2 separate regions of the Gossypium hirsutum genome follow, and region 2 is linked to region 1. Evidence: chromatin contacts called from public Hi-C data. All regions are on one chromosome and are shown on one strand. Each heading gives the region's core, a stretch centred on a gene start, on an enhancer-like site or on the middle of the called end of the contact. The rest is flanking DNA. Distances are from core to core; before and after follow the strand shown. Region 1 overlaps LOC107934236 (transportin MOS14). Region 2 holds the start of LOC107934225 (protein SWEETIE).

The links. Hi-C and Micro-C count contacts between places; a contact is called where the count stands out from the background.
Region 2: a contact with region 1 is called in a Hi-C map of leaf, with 1.9 times the contacts expected there. The contact joins the promoter of LOC107934225 here to the enhancer-like site in region 1. A contact is called at or near these places in 5 of 34 Hi-C or Micro-C datasets (callus and leaf).

Annotation. Positions count from the first base shown.
Region 1 is chrA07:10,137,991-10,145,201 of Gossypium_hirsutum_v2.1, reverse strand. It overlaps LOC107934236 (transportin MOS14), which reads right to left. Exons shown (of 27, transcript XM_016866612.2): 23 at 6,711-6,830; 24 at 6,541-6,633; 25 at 6,312-6,457; 26 at 4,887-5,064; 27 at 4,089-4,742. The coding sequence ends at 4,464. Among protein-coding and RNA genes, the nearest start is that of LOC107934236, 19 kb to the right of the region's middle. Within about 2 kb of position 2,686, at least 7 of the 9 cell types and tissues checked have an H3K27ac peak or open chromatin away from gene starts, as enhancers often do. A contact at or near this core is called in leaf, where this site is marked.
Region 2 is chrA07:10,261,984-10,269,194 of Gossypium_hirsutum_v2.1, reverse strand. It overlaps LOC107934225 (protein SWEETIE), which reads right to left and starts at 2,876. Exons shown (of 48, transcript XM_041117547.1): 1 at 2,617-2,876; 2 at 1,949-2,156; 3 at 1,201-1,307; 4 at 222-458; 5 at 16-105. The coding sequence starts at 2,784. LOC107934213 reads right to left here. Exons shown (of 3, transcript XM_016866591.2): 3 at 4,965-5,302. The coding sequence ends at 5,224.

The DNA of each region.
Region 1 (7,211 bases), core at 1,437-3,936:
TTATCATTTTCACAATTTTTTTAAAATTTTTTGTTTTATTCAATTTAGTCCCTAAAACCAAAACTATTATATCTTTTACAATTAAGCTTCGATTTTCAATCCGATTTCATTTCCTTTTTTATGCAGCCCTCAACAATCAATATTTATAGAAATTTCACATCAAAATTAATATTATTTCATTTTAGTCCCTAAAGTCAAAATTAAAAAAAATTATTTTACAAATTGGTCCTATTTCATTTCTAAGCTTTAAAATCTACCATTAACATTCAAAAACTTCAAATAGCATCAATGAGAAACTTTTTAAACTTTTTCAATTTTAAAAACGAAAATGGAGGTACGAGTTAACCAAATTGAGTTACAACAGTTACAAAAATATAAAATTTACAAAAAAATGTGCTAGGTCTGAATTTACATGCAAGGGTCAAATGGTTTTGAATGTTCGAAGCTTTCTTCCTTTATTCAGAAATGGTGAAAACGGTGGAAAGGAGAAATGGAAAGATGATGACTTTTTTTTTTATGTTTTATTACCTTTAATTATTAGTAACATAATTTCAATTAAAAACATCCACTAACCTTCTAACCCTTTTAAAAGTGGTTTAATTGTGACTTATATCCTTACACATTCACTAATTAAACCATTTAACACTTAGAAATTAAACGTGATTAACTTTTTACGATTTAGTTTTTATACATTAGTTAACCCTTCAATCACTAAAATTTTCAGATCAAGATTAAAAATATCTATATAAAAACTCCATAAATATTTTAAATATTTACAATCTCAGTTTACGAAAATGAGATCCCTATACATTATTTTCCAAAATTACTAACTTTAGGGTCAAACTATTTGTACTATAGTTAACTGTCCAATTAACAAAATTATTAGAACAAAATTAAATATAACACTAATATTGACTCATAAGTACTAAATAATAATATTTACGGAGTCACTCGTTGAAATTGGGATCTCGAAACTATTGTTTCCGACACCACTAAAAGTCGGGTTATTACAACAACCAAGATGACAATAGAACCTTAGACTGCAATGGGTTGGTTGGCTAAGCAATAGGCCAGGCTTGCCGGCTTCAACTGTGAGTCCTTGAAAAGTCCATTTTATGGATAGCTTTAGCCATTAGAATATCCATTGAACTTCCTACATCCATTAATATCTTTTTGACTTGAAACGAAGAAATGGTGGCGAAAATCGCTAGGGGGGCATCTCCCTCTACATCAATGACCCGCTCATCATGCTCAGAAAACTTCAATTGCCATGGAGAAGGCCTGGGGTTTTTCACAGAGACTGCTATAGACATTATGCTTCTAAGATGTGCGTTCTGTTTGGAATTAGAGGTTACCCATTCTACATGCTTGCTTCCAACTAGTATATCAATTATGTCCCTAACAAGATGTTTACCCTTATCATCTCGACGTAGTCCGGATAGCCTTGCTTCTTCATCATAAGTCATGTTCAGTTGATATGGTTCCTAGGGCAGCTATTGTTTTAATTGCCCTTTTCGGATTGCCAATTCTATTATGTTCTTCAAATGTACAAAATGCTTTGTGTGGTGCTTAAGAGCATTGTAATATATATAGTGATGGTTTGAGTTATTGCGATCCTGGCTAGGTGTTAGCTGGGGTGGCATTTACAAAATACCTTGGTACTCGATCTGATCGAATATCTGGGCTAGAGAGCAGGTGAGTTCATGGTAAGTTCTATATTGATTGTAAGGTGCCCGGAACCTTTGATCTTAGCCAACCTTGTTCCCCTGGATGGGTCCTGAACAGTCAGAGGCATGGACATTATTAACCCTTTGTCGATCTCTCTGATTTGAAGGGTTGTATTGCCTATGCTCCATGTTGCCTACCCTAGAATGGGTCATTGGCTGCTGATAGCCTTGAGAACGTTGTGGAGGGGAACGACGCGGAGGATTAGACTGCTGGATGGTGGACACAAAAGAGTTGGCACGAGCTCTTTCTACTTCATCACCTTTCAAAAATTTGTGAACCATTTCATACAACGCGGATAAATTGCTCGGTTGATTCCCAATAATGATGTACCTCAAATGTTGGTGGGTGGCCCCGACAGCAAAGGAGTGGATGACCCCTTAATCTGTAACCCCCCATTGTTATCATAGTGGTTGCACTGAAACTACGAACATAATCTCGGAGGGATTCATTCACCCCTTGGCATATGGTCATCAGATAAGCGGGAGACTGTTGAAGTGTTTTGTTGGCCAGGAAGCAGCTCATTAATTGCCCATGTAATTGCTCGAAGGAGTGAATGGATCCTCAAGTACTGATAGGTACCACTGTCGAGCCGTTTGAGAGAGGGTCATGAAGAATGCTCTAGACATGATACTGTTAAAGGCCCTAAGAATTTTCATGTGATTGTTATAACGAGCTAAGTGGCCTTCTAGGTCTCTTGAGCCATTGAATATGAATTTCGGGAACATGAAAGAAGCTAAGATATGATTGGCTAATACCTCAGGAACGAGTGGCTCACTGGAATAGTTCCAAATGGATTCATCTACTTTGCCTCCATTTCCTATAGCATTTTTATATTGAATGCCTTGAGTCGCTCCACCGAGGAAGCGTTGTTGTTGCCTTGAGTATTCTGGGACACGACCGACTGGTTGCTATTTTCTGGTGGGTCATTCGGATTGTGACGTTCATGATCCATGTGGACTATGGATTGAGCTTCATTGCCCAAATGGGTAGGGTCGTCCCACCTGGGGACCTCTCGAGCTGCCCACAGCTTGTCAATCAACTGCTCATTTTAAAATTAAATTAGGACCAAATTGCTATTTGAACTAGAAATGAATTAGTTTTAATCTAACTAAGACTTAACTCAAATTATTATACACCAAATTAATTTAATTATATATCTAAACTATATCTAAATTATATCCAACAACCCAATGCAATCCTAAGATATCCTAAATTAATTAAAGGCATTCGATAAATCATTGAATTTGTTTTTCATTGAAAAGAAATTTTTAACATTTAATTTTTATGAGTTTGATAACCATCATAATTTTTTATTTAATTCAAAATTTTCAAAAAAAATAGTTGAATGAATTAAGTAAATAAATAACTATTTATCACTTAAAAGTTGAAAAGATTAAAAAAATTATATTCAAAATAAATTATCTTGTTAGTTTTGTTAGTAAAATATTCAAATTCTTATATTTAATTTCTATCCAAAATCTCTAAAATAATATAAATTATTACATCAATAACATTAAAATTATGAAATAAATAATTTTCGAAAATTAAGATTTATTATTATTAAACAACATTATATGTGGTACTTAATTTTATTAGGGTAAACTACATTTGTGATTGCCCAACTATCAATAAATTTCTTTTTGGTCATTCAACTATAAAAAGTTACAAAGTTATTGCCTTAGCTACCCAACTATTTCAAGTGTTTTCATTTTTACGTCTGTTAGTGATAAAAAAATATTCAAGAGTTATGTAACCATTCTATAACTCTTGATAGTTGGGTGATCAAGAAAGAAATTTATCAATAATTAAGCAACCACTTTGTAACTTTTTATAATTAGATAACAAAAAAATTCTAATAAGTGTATTTTACACTTTTTATTAACACAACAAATTTATAATATAAATTTAAAACCTATAAAATTTTGTATTAGAAAATGTTCAACACTTAACCTTTTAGTTTATCAAATAATACTCAACTTAATTTAATTAATTAGTTTATAACATTAATCCAAAACATATAATTAACTATCCTAGAGTAAATGTCAATCTAATAATAACTTATCTTTAAATTAATTCAGCAAACCGAGATTAATTAGATAATGAAAAATTGATCCCTCAATTTATAATGTTTCTTATTTCAGTATCTATATTTTTTGGTAAAAAATCAGGAAAATGAGAGAATCGTACAAGTCACCGAGCGGTCCAAGGCGATTTTCGAATGTCCGACTTTTTAATCATTGGATATAAGAATTGTTTCAGATCTAAAGCTGATTATAAAATGATTGGTTGTAAGGATACAATAATAATGCATGGCGAAGAAGATCGTTCTGGTGTACTTAACATGCAGAGAAACATGCAAATGCAGAAAAAAATCCGTCTTTCACCTTCTAACCATTACAAAACTAAACTTACAACACTGTATACCAACACCAAGGCCTTTTCACCCAAAATTAAAATAAATAATAATTGAAAGCCAGTGCATTCGAGACGACTGGGAGCACCCCATATCTCGAGCAGAAGAAGATACAACAGCCCATTCTCTCCCTATTGTGAAACAAATAAATGCCCAACACTCACCTCAAAGACAGTTGGAAAATTGACCAATGATGATAGATACAAAATCAAGAATGAACCAAAACAGCAAATAGCGGATCGAATTATTCATTCGGCTGCTAAAGCAAGATGAGGCCTCAGAAAAACAGCCCCCTCCACTACTATTTCTTTATTTCTTTCCACTATGGTACAGGTACCAGATTCAACTCAAGTGGCTTTAGTGCTCCTTGCACAATCTCTTGAACTGTTCGATTACGACGACAAACATCAGATAACTCTTCAACAGGGATCATCAGGACATTGACATCAGCTCCGGAGGCAGCATCTGACAAAGCTTGCAAAAATCTTATGCGTTCTACCTCCTTGACAGCAGCCAATGGGATCAATGAAACACTTTCCTTAGCCCACTCCAGAGCTTGCATCCCATATGCTCGAGTTAGTGCTAGAAGTGCATATGCTACCTGAAGTAGTGAAAGGCCCCCACAAAATTCATCGTGTAAGATACTACTTCAGGCAATAGAGGTTTAAACTTATTCTGCTAATTAATCATTTGAAGGTCAATGCGCATAAAATATGGAGAATACAACAAATGTAGTAGAAGCTACCGTCTCTAATCGAGAACTTGGGAGTGCTCCAGTTAGGGAAGCCACCAGGATTCTAGTAATGGTAGCTCCTCGCGGAATAATGACACTATCCCTTATGGATAAAAATTGTTCTCCCTTGCTAGACTTCGCAAGATCAAAGATATCAGACAAGAAGGTCAAGATGGAATTGGAGGCCTCTCTGCAAAAAAAATATAATTAGGCGATAGATTTCTAGAACATTTAATAATAAATCATTAATTACCTTCAATCATAATTAATGATAATTACATTTTGGGATATACCAATATAATCTTTCTTTTCTTTCTTTGAACATCTGAAAATCCTATTTATTATCCAATACCAGTTTTCTTCTTCTCTCTCTCTCTCTCTCTCAATATAGATGAATTATTATTCTATCCACTGGCGGCGGATTTTTTAACTTCTCAAGCAAGATTAAGAAACCACCAAGTGTCTATTTTGGTTATTTTTATCTTTTTTTTTTAAGTTCCCTTTCGGTTAATTTTTATCTTTCTAAATGTAATACAAGGGCACATGTCGGATTTGTAGAATTAAAAAACTTCTACTTACAAGTGTATAGGATACTGATCATATATATTTACACTATACGAGTGTATAGTTTCTCTTTGTCAATGAAAAAGGAAAGATAAATAAAAGTATGTTTTAATCTTAGCTGTATATTTAATTTTGATCTAAGGGTTAGATACAAGTGTAGAACTCTTTAGTATTACATTAGTGTAATTGGATCTCTGGATCCCTTTCATACATTATATATGTGTGTATATTTATATATAGAGAGAGAGAGATACACATATTTAACTAATGAAATTTTTAAATCAAACAATTAGTTAGATAATTTTAATTTACTCAAAAATTGAGGTGCATGATCTACATATGAAATAAAATGATTGTGTTAAATAAATATAAAATTGTGTAAAAAATACAAAAAGAAAGTAAAACTAACCAGTATTAAGTGAATCATTCCTCATACACACACATACAGATGTCATTAAGAAAAAACTTTCATGCTTAAAAAAGTTGGGTAAGGTTTAAAATGTCAATATAGAAGCCCAAAAGTCAAAGGCTTCTCCTATATCCAAGTGCTGAATAAAAAGAAAGATATTCAAGTCAAGTCAGACTGGAGTAAGCACGTATCTTAAGAACATTCTGATTACAGGCTAATAATGTGAGCAAAAAAACATTGTGACGCCATTCATCGACATGGGTATGTTCACTATTTTCTAAGTTTCCCTTGTATTTGAAGGGTCCTTAGATGGTCATATCCCCATACCCATGTCCAGATACACATAAGACAATTGTTGGACATGGATACTTCACAAAAATTGATGTCAAAGCAACAAATATTGTGCATGCACATCAGAAAAACTCATGCAAAAATACAGGCAGCAGGAAGAAAAGAGGCCATACCTGTGCTGCACTGTGATCCCAATCATCGCGCAATCTACTAAAGCTGGAAATATGGAAGAAGGAATGAATAATTGAGGACAATAACGAATGCACCTTGATGCCAACAGAAAACAATCATCTCCAATGTCTGGTCTTCTGGTGAACTCCTGTGGCAACAAAATATGTAAAAGTTGACATATTTGCAAATTTAGATGACTGAACATAAAATATACCACTCACTGAAGCCTACCTTAATAGTTGTGAGAAGACATGTTGTGTGCTTGAAGAGCGCCTCGATCATATTTTTGAGGTAGCTTGCACAAGAAGGATCAGAGCCAAATATCTGCAGGGCAAGTGCACTGACTTCTCAGCATTCTAATAAAGTTAAATTAGCAACATTAACATAGAAAAAAATTGTACCTTTATAACTTCACTAGAGAGATAAAGGAAGCAAGGCTGGTGGTGTTGTTGATACAGGCCTTGAATTTCTTCAAGCATTGCTCCAATTGTGATTCCCATAAATCTTCCAGAAGTTCTCACCTAATAAAAAAAAAACTTTGAGATCACTGCTGCTGCCTAGTAATGCTGAATATTTTCAGGCAGAAGTGAGTGCATATAAGAAATTCATCACTTTCTTGTTTTTCTATGGGGATAGATCCAGCAGTACAAAGATGCTTGGTTTGATCCCACAGCCTGTAAGGTGAATCTGCCACTAGGCAAAACCCACAGCTCAGCTAAGAATAAACCTTAATAACATAATAATAGCACCACCCTGGAGAGTAAGGATTGCAGATTCCAATCGACTTAGTCTCCAAGATAGCAATTACACAATTAATTTAACTTCTCTCAGGAGCCACTCAGATTTCCTCTTAAGATGCACATGTTATGATTTGGGACAGCTAGGTTTTCAAATCCATGCAA
Region 2 (7,211 bases), core at 1,627-4,126, 120 kb before region 1:
CTGACATGTCTATACCTGCGCCTCAGGATTCATTCCAAGAGCAATCAATGAGCCCAGAGCTTCAGCAAATGCATCCCGAACAGAAGTTACTGAATCCTCAAGAGCCTAGTGAGAATAGAAGTAAAAATAGCAGATAGATAACAACCCCAAAATATAAGAGATCAAGAAAGTACTTTAAGAAAAAATGCAACAAGAAGAAGATAACAAAGAAGAACACCTGCCTTGACGCAATATGTAGCTAAACTATCAAATTCTGCAACCCCTAGACCAGGTCCCCCTATGTTGGCAATAGCCTTCAAACAACGTGCTGCAGCTATTCTAACAACAAAAGCTTTGTCTCCAATGCCAAATCTTGTAATGAGACGAAATGCCTCAGTATATGCTGAAGCAGCAGTACTACCACCACAGCCTTCCAAAGCATTCTGAAGCATGAGCAAAGCCTCTTGTCTCACAAACTCCTAAAATTCAAGATAAACATGTTAAAGACACAGGCATAAATGAGTAATAAAATTAATACCAACAATTTTTCAACTACCAAATTCTTGATAGCACCGTAGCGGAAAATGATTAACAAATTGTTGATATCAGGGTTTTTGTTTTTTGCATAGTTTTGTTAAGGGCGCAATGCACATTCAAAGGCACTAGACCCCTTATATTGCTAAAGGTTCTAAAGAAAGAACCACACACTTGAATGAAATAAGGTGCAATACGTGCATGCATGTGTATATACATATATATATAAGCCTAAGAAATATAATGCTGTTAATAAAACCCAAAGAGTGATCCACTTTTATCTTACAAAACAGGTCAGAATTTATTTTTTCTTTTTTTTTTTTTGGCCAATATGCTGATTAAAAACTCAAATATGAGAAATTAAGAGTTTGATATTATCCCTTCATTTTACAGCTAAAAGTACAGTTACTGGAAAAAATTAAACAAAAATAAAACAAATGCAATATGGCTTCAATCAAAAGGCTTTTTTGCACTTAATCGACTTAAGAAAGCATGCTTAGGTGCACCAGGTGTACACATGATCGACCAAAAGTGTCTGAAGCACTTTTTTTGTCTTATACTGCACCTAGGCATGCACCTTGACATCACTGCTTTTCTCTTTCAATAATTTCTCTGATATTTTCACATAAATTTTATGGCTTACAGTTGATAAATTGTATAAAAAAAATGCATATCAAAAGAATATACCTCATGATATTTCATCAGTTTTGTAGCAATAATAGTTGTTTCAAGCAAACCCGAAGTTATTCTTCTTCCAAAATGCTGATATAACTTGCCCAAACACTGTGCAGCACCTACAAATTCAAATCAAATGCTCATAACACAAGAAACAATCTATAATTCAAAAAATATCTATAGAGGAAAAAACAAATCCTCTTGAGATCATGAGAAGCAGTCTTTCAGTAAGAAAATTTTATGGCCTTCCCACCGCAAAAAGAAAAAAGGGACCAAATTTATTGATTATGAGCATTAACTTATAATGAAAGGGATTAAGAAAAATTAGCAAGAAATCAATAAAATTAGGGCTGAATAAACACGTAAGAAAGAAGATGGAGCTCTAGAAAATGTAGGTTTATAGAAAACCTCTAGTTTCTCTGTAGTAATTCAAAGAAATAATAAGAATAATAAAATTGCTGGCAGTAAAGCTTGCTTAGACTGGGATGAAAATAACAATGACGTACTTATTCCTTCATTGAATTTTAACAGCAAAGGCTGCTAACTTATTAAATCAGGATGAAAATAACAATAACATACTTATTCCTTAATTGAATATTAAGATTTTTTCAATTTCTAAGGTATTGCTAATACTAGCTTATTTGTTTTTGTTGAAAAGTATCCTTGTACCAAGGCAATATTGTAGTTACGAGGACATTCTGCCACTTCTAGTTAAAAAGAATGATCTAAGCACAATACAGTTTCTTGCAGCTTCACTAACCAGCAATTCTCTGCGGCTCACTCCGCTTCCCATCAGAAAGAAATCCTTGGAGACTACTGGCCCTTGAGTATATTGAAATGCTATCTCCTTTAGATATTATCCTTGCCATTGCTACCGATGCCAAGTGACGCACAGGACGTTTAGCACCAAGAATAAGCAAGGAATATAAGGCATCCTCACATTTTCTTTGCCACAACAAGATAGATTCCTGAAATTTAATATTTTCAAGTCAAGAAAATAAAACTCCACTCCAAAAGAATAAATTTTCAAAGTCACTAAAATCTAAGAACAAAAAACACTGGAACCCAAATGTCAGACCCCTTCTACTACATTTACATTGAACTTGGAACTAATAAGTACTTCAGTGAAGCAAGTGATTTATCTATATTAATCTGTATAATCACAATTCATTTTCATAATAAAGCTAACTATTGAATGATAAACGTGACACCTCGCCAATATTTCAAACCAGAACTAAATCGCTTCTTACCAAATTAAAATGCGGAAGTTTATAAGAAATTGCGAGTCAAATCTTCACAGACATGAACTTCACTAAATATCACACATAAACAAACAGAATAAATAACTAAAAGGGAACACGGTCTGACAGAATTCTACAATTAGTTTGTGTACTGAAATAGTAAAAGGTAGGATCTGGGAAAAAGGACCTTAGGCTCATCGTCGAGGGCAGTGAGGAGATCGGAGAGAAGATCAAAGCAAAGGAGAGGGTCGGGAGATTTCTGCGATGCGGATGCAACGATGGACTCAAGCTGAGCTACCAATACGCCGAAGCGTGAGAGAGGAACGTTCTCTCTCACGTAATTCATCCTAGTCATTTCTCTCTTCTTTTTTTCGGCAAGAAAGCCAGTGAATCTAATGAAAACTAATATCTACTCCAGTGGCTCCCTAAATGGAAACGAAGGTTCGGCTTTCGTTAATAATTTCAAGATTGTTTGTTTTGATTATTAAACGTTAAAAAATTATAATTTGGTGACTAATATTTTCAAATTAATCACTAAACTTTAAAAAATTATAATTTAATCATTAATATTTTTAAAATAATTTTTAAAATGGTTTGTTAAAGTCACTCACCGCTAAGTGAGTAATGGTGAAAAATATATAAATTCATAAAAAAATATATATTAGAGCTTGAGATGTAGTAACCCTAGCTTTCAGTGTAAGGTTAATGCCAAATCAATTTGCTTACTTTCCAATTTCTCCTTACCTTGATTTGCATCTCAAAATTTTAATTCAGACCGAAACCCAGTCACACTTGTTACCCGGTCCATTGTATTATATTTAATTCAGACCGAAACTCAATCACACTTGTTACCCGGTCCATTGTATTATATACATTTGAATAAGTCTCCTAATTTTACTAGAGTAATATTTCATTATTTCTAGTTGGGTTGTTGCTGGAAATTTGTAAATAGTTTTAGATTTAATTTGTTATCTTTTGAATATTTTATTTTGTAAGCTCGACTATATATATTCGTGACGATAAAGCATACGAATAAACCAAACAATTCTTCCATCAAATACTTCAACAATTAAATTTATTTTCTAACACGTTGCTGGTGCCTTTGTCGACTGTTTTACACCTTCCGAGCTGGATCGCTACAAGTTTTGGGGGCTTTCGGTGAGATTAGAGCACCTTTCGAAATAAATAACAACACTCGAAAGAAACTTCTCCTTAACACTGATCCAAGCAAAATGAAATAGAATAGTCGAGTGAATGAAATAAAACGCCTAAAAGTGGAAATTTAAAAGAGTGAAGGACTGGTATTGGGAAAAGATGGGCATGGAGTTTAAAAAGGCAAAGACAGAGCCCCTAATACCTGACAGAATATGAGACTTTGTTTTTTATTTTCATTTTAACGATTTCCGTTATGCATTTATAATTTTAAATTCTTTTATCTATTTTATGTATTTATTATATATTTATAATTTTATATATTTTCAGAATTTTCTTATTTATTTAAAAACAATTTTAAAACATTTTATCATTTTTATATAAAATTAGAGTCAATTGATAAAAAAATATAAAAGTTAAAAGATTAAATTTATTATTATACCTATAAAAAAATGATATGACCAAATAAAACAATTTTAAATTTTTTAATGATTGAATTGTATATTTTAAAGTTTAGTGACTGATAAAGTGAGAATATTCATGAAATAGGGAACAAAGATGAGATGATAATGAATCACATGAAAAGGAGGCAAAATTAGCCATATATGAAAAAAATATATTTTGTCAAACAGGTAGGTTTTCACACTTTTTCAAAATACGATTTATTTCTTTAAATTTTCAAAAAAATCAATTTAGCCTGAAAATGCGGTATATGTTATTTAAGAGAGGCTGCATCCCTTCATGATCCTCTATATTTTCATGGTGACAATACTCAATATATATACATAAAGGGAATCTGCCGTATTGCACCTTTCGTTTAAAGAACAAAAACCAAAGATAAGAAGTGCAATCCGTGCAAGAAACACATTTCGAAGAATAATTACAAAAGAACAATTGTCGACATAACTCCCTATTATGAACGTCATTGAAGAGATATTTGAAGATTCAAAATTTGGAACATTAGGACCCTTCCATGTTTAAACCTATAAATTAAATCGTAACTTTGACTAAAATTTAGTCCATCACTTCAATAATAGCTTTCATTTTTTTATAATTTCTTTCAAAATTTCACTCATTATTTTAGTTATTTCTGAATTACATTATCCATTTATTATCAAATTATCACACAATATTAAAGTAGACCCATAACAAAGTGTGTACAATTTAGTTTTTATGAAAACAAAATCTACTTAATTTCTATAAAAATAAATGAATGAGAAATCTTCAGTATAGTACGATTGGTTGGTAACATTCCGAATTTCTGTTCCATTGGATTTGGATGGACAACAATGGACTTTGAGGAGTTATATACAATGCATGGAATGAAATAAAAAAGAAAACAACACAGAAAAGAAGACTTGCATAAGTTAATCTACTCTACTCTAAAAAACAACATTTGGTTTAGATATCCCAAAATCTCAAACTGCAGTTCCAGATAGATCCATGATTTAATCAATGCACAAAGTATTTGCAACTATCGGAGATAGGACCATCATATATATAAATATGCATATAGATATTTGCCCTATAACACTGCAAAAGATGGAAGTTCCAAGGCAAGCATATGGATTAAAACGAATAAGTTGTACGTTGAATACTTGTATGCAAGACTCTGTGGCCAGCGCAGGAAATCGGAATGATCTTAGACTCTTGCAGATCCTCTGTGATTTTCCTGAAGCATGTATTCTTTCTTCATTTCTTCCAAGACAGCATCATTGGTGCTGCCAAAAAAAAAGAGAAACTGAGTTCTTTCAAATTACAGTAAATCAAAGCCTTTCCCATTATTTGCATCATGTGTCTGTTAATCTTCAAATTAACCACCAGACGTCATGGATATTATAAAAATATATAATTGTATGCAGTTTCCTTGATTCAAATTTCTCAACAAGTTCTTGAAGTAAGAAAGAAAAGGGAAACCGGAAAAACACAAAGTAACCATCATTCTAAATTAACTGCATGACTTTCCAGAATCCATACAACGATGGCAAATGTGAAACCTAACTGCTTTCAACTATACTGATTTGAGGAAGCAGACTATTCTTTTCATTTCTCGTTTCACCCCCAAGCAGCATCTTAGACTTGGGGGCCATATATTGACAATGACTACAAAGTTACACAAGACACTTAAGACATAGTAGGCAAAGAGTAACAATTGGCATGGATACTCAATGCCCAGGGCCCAAGCATCAGCAGTCAAACAGCCTTTAGGGCAGAAACCCACAGACCAAAAAAGTTTAAACTCAGGTGGCTGGTCTGGTGGGACTTAATCTCTTATATGGGCATTATCGTTCACGCTTATATCTAATGTGATCTGGGGTATCAGAATAAACCATCCAATTAGATTATTACAATTGCCCACTAGAATAGTATGGGGTCCTTTCATTATTTATAATTACCTTGAAGCTCTATTCATATAAATTTATAAATTAAGGAAAGTATAAGCAATCTAGACCTGTAAATAACTTAAACAATAAAATGTCCATAAACCAATTTGTTTCTATAGGGCAAGATATTTGTGCATTATAAAGTTTAAATTCTAAATCTCGCTGTCCTTGAAAGTTAAATTTAAGCTATGGTTTCAAACCTTCAAAGTCAATATCTGCTACTTGTTGTGCAGAAGATCGATGAACATATTTTTCATTATAGGTGGCTAACTTATTTCCAGGTTCCATCTCTAACCCATTTTTATGCAGTTTTTCTTTCTGAAAATAAAGCTCCCAATATTATAAGAATATAATGAAATCCATGCTACAATAATGGGTCAATGTATTACTGTAACCTAACTATTGCCCAAGCTAGGTTGCCAAAGATATATTGCTATAAATGTGTCAAATGCAAAGTAGGCAAAGGCTAACTACAAAAAGTTCTCAGGTTTTATGACATTAAATAAGTGTAATTCGGTCGTAATAAGGAATGTATGGAAAAATATTGAGAAAGTTATCTCGAGAAGTCCTATATGAAATATGCAGATTTTAAGGAATGAAGTAAACAGGATACAATTTTTTTCTAAAATGGGAATAAGCCATTTTATTTGTAGTTGAATGCCTAACTCTCACATTATTCATAATTATACCATCGTATAAGAGATTAAAGCCATTCTATTCTTTTCACTTCGTTAATAGCTTGATTAATGAATCAAAATGCAAAATCTCTTGAGATCACACAAATATGAACAGTCTAACTTAAGCCAAACTTGAACTTTACACTTCAAACTACCTATATGTTGTTATATACTAATATCGGATATCAACAAGCCTATCATATTCATCAGCAATAATATCCTAGTAGTTAAAATAACCAACTGATAAACATTTATGTCACCAGGCTTATCAAATGGAAGCAAGTGCATAACCTTAAATTTTAAGGCAAGTTTCACTTCTCATCAGTAAGGCTTTCACTTGGCACAACTTAATAACGCTTTCCTTGGGGAAAGGAGTTAACAACAATCAACCAACTCAGTCGGTAGAGAGGATATATATATTTCAAATATATATATATGCATACAAGGATTTTAAAATTATTACATCCTAAAATACTACATTTCAGAATCTATTGTTTTCATAACCCTAAACTACATTTTAAGCCACATTCCTAAACGATGGTTAACATAGACGTGCAATCAACGGCCAC